3 separate regions of the Mus musculus genome follow, and regions 2 and 3 are each linked to region 1. The links are chromatin contacts, called in public Hi-C maps. All regions are on one chromosome and are shown on one strand. The core of a region is the stretch at or near the end of the contact, and the rest is flanking DNA. Distances in the headings are between cores, read along the strand shown.

Region 1 (3,911 bases), core at 865-3,364:
ATCTAGGTTGATTGGGATGTGTAGGGATTAGTCACTGTTGCTAATGAATATTTAAATCTCCTTTGGCTTTCTTGGCAAAAGAGCTCATCAGAGTTTTCAAAGCCCAGATTTGAATGATTGGCCCATCACAGCCTGGCCTGAGAAACAAGTAAGCTGGTACAATAGTTCCCTCTCTTGAAGCCAGGTCTCACCTCCACACTGCCAATGGGTTTTCCCAAAGGGCGCTTGATGGCCTTCCCGTCCTCGGAAATCATCATCATCAATCATGAAAGCATCGCAGCCCACCTTCAGCTAAAGCCAGAAAAGTGGTGTTGCTGGTTTAGGGCAAGCCGGTCTAATTCTGTAGAACACTGGCTGAAAGAAACCAGAGGAAAGAATAGGAACTGGGCAGATTGGGAAACCAAGGCCCAGGGGAGATCTAGAGCTGATCCCAGAAGGCCACTGAAGTTACCAAAACTGAAACTAAGGACCTTGTCAGCCACCTTGTTGGGGAATGACTTTCACCTCATCACGGGCAGTGGAAGATTGGTTTTCATCACTTGCTTGGATTTCATGAGACCCATAAATGTACAGTTACTGCGTGGAAACAGTTGAGCAGTGGTCCTGGTGAGGTGGGAGCACTTTCATAGTTAGTCTTGCCTCCGATCATCCTCCCATTGATACATGTTGGGAGCAAAAATCCACAGTCAGTAAAGGGATAGTAATGTTAAGGGAACGGTAATGTTACAGGGACAGTAATGTTGGAAAATGCTCACTTTTCTGTCACTATGCTGGCATCTAGCATAGTGTTTATGCATGTATGTATCTGTGAATGTATGGATGTTCGATGTGTTTTGTGTGTGTGTGGTATGTGCATGCATATACGTGTGTGAATATGTGCATAGCATGCCTAGACAGTCAGTGTTGGTATGGAAGAGAAGGAACTGTAGGCTGGTAGCTAGTGCTAATATCCTGGAACAAGAGTCAGCTATATCTCTATTTTAAAAAGCCAGTAGGAATAGTGACCTGCATGCTTCAGAAGCAGGAGGGAACTTTTGAGACTGCACCAACAGCTACCTGATTCGAAACAGTACATTTACAGACCTGTTAACTTTCATGTTCTCAGACCAATCCAACCAAAACATTTGCCAGTCACCCCCTTAAAATGTCAGTTTTCACATTTGGTGAGGTGAGGGGAAACTGCCTTCTCTACCAATCTTTACAGCTGTTCTTACTACAAAGGGAAGCTCAGTGTTGTACAAAATGATGAAAGAATCATTGTTTAAGCAAGTGGTTTGCTCAAACACTACCTTAACTTGATTTTTCTACTTTTCTCATTATACTGTGAAAATCATATCTTGTGTGTGGCCTTGATGACATGTGAACAGGAAGCTGATGAAATAGCGATATGATACAGTCTTGCATATCAGCAAGGACATGCACATATTCACACATGTATTCACATGCACATACTACACACATGAACATCTGTACATTCATAGATACATATATGCATAAACATACAATCATGTATGCACAGAGATACCCACACAGGTGCATATATATTTATGGTTTGCAACTCGGCAGAGAAAACATGCTAGGTTGGCTTTGTACCCCCGAGCCACATCTCCAGCTTCGTTTAATTTTTGGTATGATTTTTAATTTGAGACAGAATCTCACTAAACTGCTCAGGCATGAAGAGAACTTTCGATCCTCCTGCCTCGGCTTCCCACACAGACATCAGAACCCTCAGTATATGCTACATTTGGCTTGTGAGGCTGAGTGTTGTTGCTGTTTGTTGGGGGGAGGTTAGTGTCATGCCACTTGATTAGGATGGTATTTATAGAAGATAATTATCTCTGTTTCATATGTAAAAGTCAAGGAAGAATGACGTGCTGTGGGCTAGGGAGCTGGAGGAACTGGTCTGGACCCTAATTGTTCTGATGACCAAAGCCACATCCTTCCAAACCTTTGCCACCAGCACCTAACCAGATTATAGAAAGGAAGTGAGACCTTGAAAAGAGGTCTCTCTCTCCAAACACAGTTCACTCTCTCAGAGCTCTGCCAGTATAGCCGCAGTGAGCCTAAGTCCTGAGAACAAATGGCCATTTCAGATGCCCAGATTCTGTTGTAAAAATCCACTTCCTGTTTGAGCAACATTCCACAGCTAGCTGCCCTTCCTCCCCCTGCCCCCCTCCCCCAACTGTGATTTATGGTTGCTTTTTCTTGAGGGTGTTCACGGTTGCCCCTTCTCTTTTAGCAATCGATCCACTCCTAGCAACCATGACCGGATACAGCGTCTACGGCAAGAGTTCCAGCAAGCCAAACAGGATGAGGATGTGGAAGACCGGCGCCGTACCTACAGCTTTGAGCAATCTTGGGTGAGTGTTTGGTCCCTCTGCCCAGCAAATAGGCTAACAGCTGCCCTGAAAGAGAGGCCCCTGAGCTATGACCTCAGTCCTTTATGAAATAAGACAAGATGGAGCCAAATCCCTCTGACCTTTAGCATTCTGACCTTTCCCTCATTTCCATCTGGGTTCCATCATTGCTAATCTCATTTTGTATCTTGTTCTACCATCTGTCTGCTGTGTAATAGGTTCAAAATAGCTGTATGATGAGACACCACCACAGAATGTCTGCTCTCTATCCACTGCATTTGCTATTAGGTTTACTCAATGCCTTTTCGTAGAGCAGAGCCAACGTAAGTTCAGCTCATGATCCTTTGTGTCTTTGAGACAGAAATTGGTAATTCTCTGTTCTCTAACCTCCCTTGGTACTTTTTGTTTTGTTCTGTTATGTTTTATTGAGACAGGGCCTCATATAGCCCAGGCTACCCCCATTTCCATCCCCCATCTATATAGTCAAGAATAACCTTGAACTCCTGATCCTCCTGCTTCTGTTTCCCATGGAAACAGAAACATGCATCATCATGCCTGTTAGCTGTGGTTGCTGGTCATCAAACCCAGGACTTCACGCATCCTGGGCAAGCACTCTCTACCAACTGAGCCACATCCCCAGTCCTGTCAAGTATTTGTCGAATTCCTGTTTGTCTGTTTTCACCTCTCTTCTCATCCATCCCATGTGCGGCCATTTCAGTGATCTCCACAGAACAAAACTGTGGCTGCTACTCCTGTGTCCTGCATCTGTGAAACTTGGTGGCACATCTGGGTAGAGAGATGGCAAAAGAGTAGGGGTTGTAGACAGGAAAGGTTTGTTTGGAAGGCTTTCTGGGGAGGGTGGGAATGAGTCAGTAAGAGCTGCTCACAGAGGCAAACACCCCTCTGGGCTTTAAAACTTCAAGCCCTGGTGGTAGGTCCACCCCCATTGACTGTCTGGAGGACTAAGAGAGAAGGAAACAAATTTTTAGAGAAACTCTGATTGAGATGGGAGAGACCAACAGGTAAAAGGCCAGGATGTGCTTCAGTCCTGATGAGAATTCTGGGGTCAGAGCTAGTTAGTCTGAGTAGGGGGACCTGTGCAGCTAGAAGTTGGGTCACCCCAGTAGCTCAAGAGTATGTAAGAATGGCCAGATGCCTAAGAACTATAGTGGGGCAGCTGTGCTGTCCTTGTACTTGAGGCACAGAAGCTGAGGAGCCATGCCCAGAGGTTAATGAGTCCCTTCAAAACAGTTCTTGGAATAAAATGCATTGTACCAGATTTCTGGATAGGTTGGAGGAAGAATGATGTTAGAAAAGACTTGAGTTAGGCACATGGTCCTCCTTGACAGAGGAAGGCTGGACCTCCCAGCTGAGGTGAATCTGACAGGTGGCTGGTTTGAGAGAAGAATGGACCAAGATAGAGATCTAGAAAGAGTACAGCCATGCCCACCTTCCTTCTGGACTCTCAGGGTGAACTTCCAGCCCTTCTTGCTCCTAATACCCAATTCATCAAGTGTACTGGGCAAGCAAGAGACCTTCAAAGGTTTCTGATCA
Region 2 (3,911 bases), core at 859-3,358, 560 kb after region 1:
CCAGACTGTACATCTGGCCATCATGACACACAGGTAAACCTAGAGGAGGAAAGAAAAACAAGTTGCTTTTTAGACCCAAGAATGAAGGTAGGATTAACAACAACAGCATTGAGTGAGATACAAAGAGGGGATGTTGGAGCCAGAAGGAAAGAGATGACCTCAGAGAAAGCTAATCTACCCCCTCACTGCCTGCAGAGTCAGTGAAAAGGCCTGGGCAAGGGTCTCTTTTAGGATGCCCCAGGGAATGTGTGAACAGCTCCCTCTCTCTTATCCCAAGTGGTCCCGTGGGTCTAAGGACCCCACTGGCAATTACCAATTATGCTACCTGAGAATTCATGAGATAACCAATTTGTAAATCAAAAAGGTTAATCTTAGCTTGGCTACAGAGATTTCAGGCCACTGAGTCTCACTGACTTTGAGCCAGTGGGATGTGCACTGGATAGAAAGCATGTAAGGAAAACCCCTTATTTTGTGGCCAGGATGAAAAACTCAATAGAAGAAGAAAGGACTTGAGAGATGGCTCAGTTGGCCAAGTGTTTGTGTATAAGCATGAAGGTCTGAGATCAGATCCTAAGTTCTCATGTAAAAAGCTGAGCATGATAGAAAGCATGAACAATCCTAGCACTGGGGGGCAGGAAACAGTCATAGCCCCTGGGACTCAATAGCCAGACAGACTTGATGAATTGGAGAGTTCTATGCTCAATGAGGGACCCTGTTTCAAAGTATCCTCAAAGGACAGCCAATATCAATCAACCTTTGTTGTCCACACACAGATAGGCACGTACATGCGCACACAAACACACACACACTCACTCATTTATTCATACACATTCATATACCACATGCATACAAGCACACAGAGATGGGAGGGGTATACCCTCAAAGGTAACTGTAACACTTAGAAACCCCTCATTAGATCTCACTTCTTAAAAATTCCACCACCTCCTAATAGTGTTTGCCAAGGGCATGAGCACTGGGGCTTTGGGAGCATTTTGGACACAGGCTTCTGAAGCCACAATGATTTTTACTGGATTAGATTGCAGATCTCCTATAAACTGGGCATCAGAGACAAGAGAACCTGAACCTTTCATGTACAGAGTCTGTTTATTTTACAGGAGTTCCAGGAAGACCACCGACTGCTCTTTCTCTTGGGCACTTAGCAGACAAGGGACCTCTGGAATCCCGCTGTACTCTGAAGGCTTCTTCCTAATGATGTTCTTAAAAAGGCAACCCTCATTCTAATTCGGGATGAATGTTAACAACAAAGAAGGAATTTCAATGAACAATTTAAGGATGAATTTATTAAAATCCAATTCCATTTCTTCCCTTAATGTTTAGTTTAAGTCAGGTCCACTAATGCCATAGGCCAGAGTATACCAGATCACTAGAGTAGCCTGCTGTTGAACTTCCTGAAGCCAGACAAAACCATCACATTAGAACTCTGATTTCAGCCATGAGGGGAGGATCCAAACCATGAAAATCTGTAAATGCTGACTATGCAGAAAAGCCACTTGCTCCACACTCACCAGTATGGATTACATCAGCTCCTGGATATATATATTTTTTTATTGGATGAAGTAGTCACTATTCTATCAAAATTAAACATTTATTCAATGCACCAGCTCTCTCTGGCCACAGCATGCTCTCCAAGTAGAATCACTATGTAATAAATATTAATAACACAAGATGTGGTATGCCTGCCCCTCTGCCAGACACCTCCATCAACCTAGGAGCTGCCCACGTGAATAACATAATACTGAGAGTTAACCTCAGCGTTTTCTAAAGAGCTTGGCTTCTGAAAGCTTAAGTGCTGTTCCCTCACTGAATGCTGAAACTCAGAACTGGATCAGAAATGCTTGTCTCATTGCCATGCCCTTGTTTCCTCACAAACCAAGCAGCACAAGATTCAGGATTGAAGAGACTCCTTTAAAGAAGTTCACATGCTGCTTCCCAGCCCTTGCCTCTGTGTAGTCAGGGGAGGGAGGTGGGTGGGCGGGGGGAGGGGGGGACAAACAAACCAACAACAACCCACTCCAGACTTCTCACAGCAGCTTCTAGTCTTAAGAGATTTCTTAACATTGCTGCTTCTCGTGACCCAGAGGTTATCAGTGAGCCCGAATTAGTGCTCTGTACAGTCAGATGCCTGGCTATTGTCTACCACTGAGTGAACAGTCTGAATGTCCCAGGAAACATAAGCCTTTCAGGCCAGCAATAGGCAGCAGTGGGTGGCTCTTGGAGTTGAAATGTTTTTCCTATTTGATTTACTTAATTGAGCTAATGGCTTCTGTGATCAGCTCAATAGCCCAGTAGCTAAGACATCATTAGTTCTTCTCTCGGCTAACACAATAATGACCCTTAAATCGTCTCCAGCATTTCCAATTACCTTTGAAAACATGCGGAATGTCAGAAACCCTAATAGAAAACATACATGATAGGATGTTTATGGAAAGTCGCCTCTTATGTTAGTAGTTTTCATAAGTTCTTTTAAGTGTCAAAGAAAATGGTAAGACAAATGACAAAGTAAACAGAGAAGAAACTCAGAAGACTCTCGTCTCAAAGAGTCGACAAATCTAGAGTATTCAAATTTTCTCTAGCGAAAGCGTAGCCATTTATGACTGAGAAAACCAAGTTAGATAGCAATTACCTTGCAAAGATAACAGAGTCAACAAATGATAGCCAAATTAAAACAGCCTCTTCAACCCTTTCCTGTTGTGAAGTATAATTCTTTCACTAGCCTATTTATAAAAAAAAAAAAAAAAGCTTTTCTTAGGGGATACTTAAAGAAGCTTCAAATTGTAAGCTGCCTAAGCCTTCAACCACCCTTTTCTCTGGTTTTTATCTGCTTTGTTGTTGTTGTTGTTGTTGTTGTTGTTGTTGTTGTTTCCCTCTACACCACTCCTCCTGACCTCACTTCTCACAGGCATTGTGATGGTTAATCTTTGCTGTCAACTTCACTAAATTTAGAATCTCCTAAAAGACACATTTCTGAGCAAGTCTATGAGGGCATTGTAGGGGACCTCAGAGTCAGCTCAAGACATCCCAAGACCAAGTTCTCAGCACAAAGGAGATTTATTTGCCCCAGAGGGACAGAAGGCAGATATAAGGGACAAAGGCAGGAGATAGAGGGTGAGGGAGAAAGGAAAGGAACCAGGGAGGGGGTGGGGGGAAGGGTATTTGTCCTGGAGCACAAAGGACTGCTCCTCAGTAGACAGGAGACCCATGTCCATAGGCAAATGGCAGTTTATAAAGTTAAAATGGGAAACTATGTTAGGATGGGGTGTTTAATTTTAACTGGGCATCTTAATTGGGTTAGCCAAAGGTGGTTTTCTGCACTTCAGTGTTTTGCTAGCTAGACGTTGGTGGTCAGCCTCATGAGAAGCAGGTGGTCAAATAAGGGCATAGACCTTTGGGGCTAGCTTTAAGAATGTAGTGTAAGGGTTTTTTTGTTTTTTGTTTTTTGTTTTTTTTTTTGTTTTGTTTTGTTTTGTTTGTTTTTTTGTTTTTTTGTTTTTTTTTTAGCAAGGCCTGCCAGAGCCATGCTTGCCACACTTGAGCTGACCCAAGTCCCTTCAGGCATTTGCAGGGATGATTAACTATTGGGGGTGAGGGACCCAACCTTAACTTGAGTGGTTCCATCTCATGGGTTAGATATGCAATTAAATGCAAGAAATGAGAAGGCCTTGTGCATATTAGTATTACCCTGTCTCAGCTTCCTGATTCCCCAACATGTTTTCCTTCCTTGAGAGACTGTTGCATCAAGCTGAAGTGAAATAAATCATCCCTCCCTTAAGCTGTATCTTGTCAGGTATTTGGCATGAGTGCAGGTCCCTGCAGTTCCATTCACAGAGTCACAAAGTACCTGCTACCAATGGAGAAAAGACATGGGACATAAACAAGACCAAGGGTCTGCT
Region 3 (3,911 bases), core at 827-3,326, 510 kb after region 1:
AGCTATACTAGTATCCCTTTACTTAGCAGCTTTGCAATTTTATTCATTGTTGTTTAATTTTCTTTATTATACTTATTTACATATATGTAAATGTAACTTTTAGTTGCCAGATGTACTTGGCATCTCAGATGCTTACTGTTGAATAAACTCACATTTTCTATCTCTTTCTGAACTCTGGCTGGCTGATTCAACTTAGCTGTTCTGGCTCAAAGTCCTCTCCAAGTTGACTTGCACTGAACTTCACGAACAAATTCAACCACACTACATGCACTCAACTGAACTGACTTGAACTGACTCTTACTAACCTGACTCTGACTGAACTGCATTGCTTGATCTCAGCTCAGTTTCCTTACACTGCTCTTAAGTAGCCTCTCCTTCCTGCCTGTTGTCATGAGCGTTGGGTGTATCATCTCTCTGACACATTTTGTTAAATCTTTCTCTGAATCTCTACTTGGTCTGCCCCTCAATTAGACATCACTTTCAAAGATGGCTGCCTCTCTCCTCTTACTTTACCTTCAGTGTTAGAGATTAAAGGTGTGTACTAAAGATGTGTCTGTATTCCAGCCAGAGGGATTAAAGGTGTGTGGTATGTCTGTGTTTCAGCTGGAAAACACAAGCCTCTGCTTTGGATTTGATTCCTTGTTAGAGTAGCCATGTTGGCAGATTAAAATCTCTCTACCCTTATGTATTGGAGGGAGGGAAGTGTGCCAACGCATAAATGTAGAGGTCAGAGATCAAACTGAGAGTCCTTCTTTACTCCCTATTTGAGTCCTTGAGATCAAACTCAGCATGCCAGGTTTAGCAGCAAGTACCTTTACTGAGCCATGTAGCTTGCCCTGTTGTTTTAGTTTTCTTGAGACAGGTCTCATATAGTCCCCATTGGCCTCAAACTCACTATATGAGGATAAGGGTCGTCTTGTACTTCTGATACATTTTTATTTTTAAGCTTTTGTTGTTGTTTGCCTGATTGTTTTTAAAGACAAAGTCTCACTCAGTTGCCTATCTGTGCTGGAACTTACTGTATTTAACCCACAGTAATTTCTGTTGTCTCAGCCTGGGATTAAAGGTGTCAGGTAAAAAGCCTTGCATCTTTGCATTTTTGAAACTATGCTACAGTAGCCCTTCCTCAAAGTAAGGCAATTTTTCTGTGGGAAGAATCATGCCCAGGCCAAGTACTGATACTTTGAATTCTAACTCCCTAGATTTCCACATGATTGTCAGAAGACAAAGTATAGAAGAAAGGATTAGAAATTTTAAAGTCCAATTCTAATATATTTTTCATTACCTCTAATGAGTTCACTCCTGTGTGTTTTGTGCCCATTATATGGCTAAAAACAGCAAAAGCCAGAAAAAAATCCCAGCAAAGAAAGGGGAAGTGGGTATAAAGACCAATCCTCTACCAAGAAGCTCTCTACAATACAATACATGCTGGGAGCAGGAAAGTCAGTCAGCCATACTGCTCAGGAGTGGCTCTGGCCAACATAAAATAGACTCCATGATTTTTGTGTGCTTTTGTTTTGGTATTTTTGTCTTTTGACTTTGGTTATTTGCTTTCATTCCTTTTTCTTTTCTTTCCTTGGGAGGGAGGGAGAGAGAGAGAGAGGGAGAGAGAGGAAGGGAGGGAGAGAGAGAGGGAGGGAGGGAGAGAGAGGGAGGGAGGGAGAGAGAGAGGGAGAGGGAGGGAGAGAGAGGGAGAGAGGGAGAGAGGGAGAGAGAGAGAGAGAGAGAGAGAGAAAGAGAGAGAGAGAGAGAGAGAGAGAGAGAGAGAGAGAGAAATTTAAATGGATAGGGAGGTTGGGGGACCTGGGAGGAGTTAGGAGTGAAGGAAAAATATGATCACAGTATACTGTATGAAAAAAATAAGCCAATAAATACAAAAAAGGAAGGAAACTGGAGAAAAAGAAAAACTCTGGAAAGAAAAAGGTCCAGGTTGAGGAACATACCAGAGCTCAGAGACAGCAGGCTTCCTTTACCAAGACCCTCACACCTGTGCTCCCAGGCACCAGCCCTGCAGGAGGCTTGGAGTATTAACCCAGAACAACTGAGGTTCTCAGAGGAGGTGGGGAAAAACACTTGGGAAAACCTCTCTCCAGAACAGAAGTCTTATAAAATGCTACCAGAGGGCTTCAATATCCACTGTTTCAGAAAATAGCAGAATTTAGGTTCGGTATGTTGTGGCAATGTGGAGTCATAGTAGGAGGTCCTTACAAGCACACTGGAGCTCTACAAAGCCAGGCTGACTTGTCCTAGAGGCAGCTGTTCTTGCCTTTCAGAAAGTCTTGGGATCAACCTAAGAGTTGGGCCAGCTTCCCTTCTCTTTCCGATATATTGTCTTTCTTAACTTGAACAAAAAGACTTGTGTAGTATATATGTGGTATATGTGGGTAAGCATAAGCAACATGAGCTGTCAGCTTCCTTCCCAGACACCTAGGAAGTCATTTGTAAGTTTTATAGAGGACAACATTTTATATGATATAAAATAAGGTAATAAAATAATATCAAGTTAAATTAAACCAGGCTGAACGTAATCCAGAGATACAAAGACCGGTAGTATTTGAGTGAGAAAATAAATGGGCAAAGAATAGGTTTCAAGCACAAACCAGATCACTCTGGACCCTTCTAATCTAATTAAAAACCTTTCAGCCAGGCTCTGTTAGTTTGGTTTTCCATGCTTTTCCACCCGAATGTTGTGGTTCTGGGAAGCCCGAGGCCGTCTGATGCTCTGAGTGATAGAGACCTGCTAATGCGGTTCCTGGAAGGAATGATGGCTTTTCTCTGTGTGCAGTTTCTACTCCAGCCCACCTGAAACCACTCCCCATGCTTGTTATAGATCTTGGCTTAAAAGCCATTTCCCATCCCCTGAAGTGCAGCCATCACTCCTGGGACTATTTATGTCTGAAATTTATGAGCGGATGCGTCTCCACATTGTATCTGGTGGAGACCTTAAGGTTGCATTTGTGAATCCTCTTTCATTAAAACAGAGACATAATGATGGTCATACATTGCAGGGAAATCAAGCTGATCTTCCCCACAAAACTACCTCCATATTTGCTTCCTCTCTGTGTTCAGATTTCCATAGTGGCAGCCATAGTATTATTTTAACAGTTATAATTCTCAATCACGTGTTTCTCCTTGTCACTCACTTTTCTTAGTGATCACATGTTAATCTGTTGTACAATGTCCAACACTATACATTTTGCAATACATTGCCACAGGCAGACTGCATCTTGCTGTTTCTTCATTCATACATTCATAATAATTCATAATGCGAAGCAATACAAAACCTGGCTACATGCTTGTGCGTTATGAATTATTTTCTCAGGAGAGAGGCTCTAGAATGGAGCCTCTGGGTTTCTCTGTCTGTTGTTTGTCACATTAGTTGCTTTTCCCAAAAGGGTTGAGATGGATCCCGGCAGTGATAATATAATGCCAGCAATAATACAGCAATAACGCCGTTCTCAGTGACTTTTTGATACTATGTTTTTTTGCTAATTCAGATAAAATAGCTCCTCCACTTTGCTTTAGTATGTGTTTCTGTTTCTGCATGTGAAGGCAGAAGTTATTTCCCAATGTTTGCTCTTTGCATTTCCTCTTGTACCAATTATTAGAGCGACATATTTTTTTTTTAGATTTTATTATTTATTTTATATGTAAGTACACTGTCATTGTCTTCAGACACACCAGGGGAGGGAGTCAGATGTCATTAAGGATGGTTGTAAGCCACCATGTGGTTGCTGGGATTTGAACTCAGAACCTTCGGAAGAGCAGTCAGTGCTCTTAACCGCTGAGCCATCTCTCCAGCCCCCTAGAGCGACATATTTTATCATTTCTCGATGCCCTACATCCATCAGATTTTTAATGGGGTTTAGAAATCAGTGCAGCCAATAAGGTGTCAGGGATCAACCTGATCT

The links. A called contact is a pair of places that touch in the nucleus more often than the background predicts.
Region 2: a Hi-C map of the N1E-115 cell line shows a contact between it and region 1, with 6 times the contacts expected there. The contact joins two enhancer-like sites. A contact is called at or near these places in 2 of 484 Hi-C or Micro-C datasets (the N1E-115 cell line and cerebellar granule neurons), 2 of 115 datasets of contacts at active chromatin or transcription factors (both in bone marrow-derived macrophages) and 1 of 9 other capture datasets (bone marrow-derived macrophages).
Region 3: a Hi-C map of the N1E-115 cell line shows a contact between it and region 1, with 4 times the contacts expected there. The contact joins two enhancer-like sites. A contact is called at or near these places in 3 of 484 Hi-C or Micro-C datasets (the HL-1 cell line, the N1E-115 cell line and embryonic stem cells) and 1 of 115 datasets of contacts at active chromatin or transcription factors (cardiomyocytes).

What each region holds. Positions count from the first base shown.
Region 1 is chr8:127,590,822-127,594,732 of GRCm38.p6, forward strand. Pard3 (par-3 family cell polarity regulator) reads left to right here. Exons shown (of 25, transcript NM_001309391.1): 23 at 2,240-2,360. Among named protein-coding and RNA genes, the nearest start is that of Gm32478, 38 kb to the right of the region's middle. Within about 2 kb of position 2,115, at least 9 of the 459 cell types and tissues checked have an H3K27ac peak or open chromatin away from gene starts, as enhancers often do. A contact at or near this core is called in the N1E-115 cell line, where this site is marked.
Region 2 is chr8:128,154,308-128,158,218 of GRCm38.p6, forward strand. No RefSeq gene overlaps it. Among named protein-coding and RNA genes, the nearest start is that of Mir21c, 120 kb to the right of the region's middle. Within about 2 kb of position 2,109, at least 15 of the 459 cell types and tissues checked have an H3K27ac peak or open chromatin away from gene starts, as enhancers often do. A contact at or near this core is called in the N1E-115 cell line, where this site is marked.
Region 3 is chr8:128,104,510-128,108,420 of GRCm38.p6, forward strand. No RefSeq gene overlaps it. Among named protein-coding and RNA genes, the nearest start is that of Mir21c, 170 kb to the right of the region's middle. Within about 2 kb of position 2,077, at least 2 of the 459 cell types and tissues checked have an H3K27ac peak or open chromatin away from gene starts, as enhancers often do. A contact at or near this core is called in the N1E-115 cell line, where this site is marked.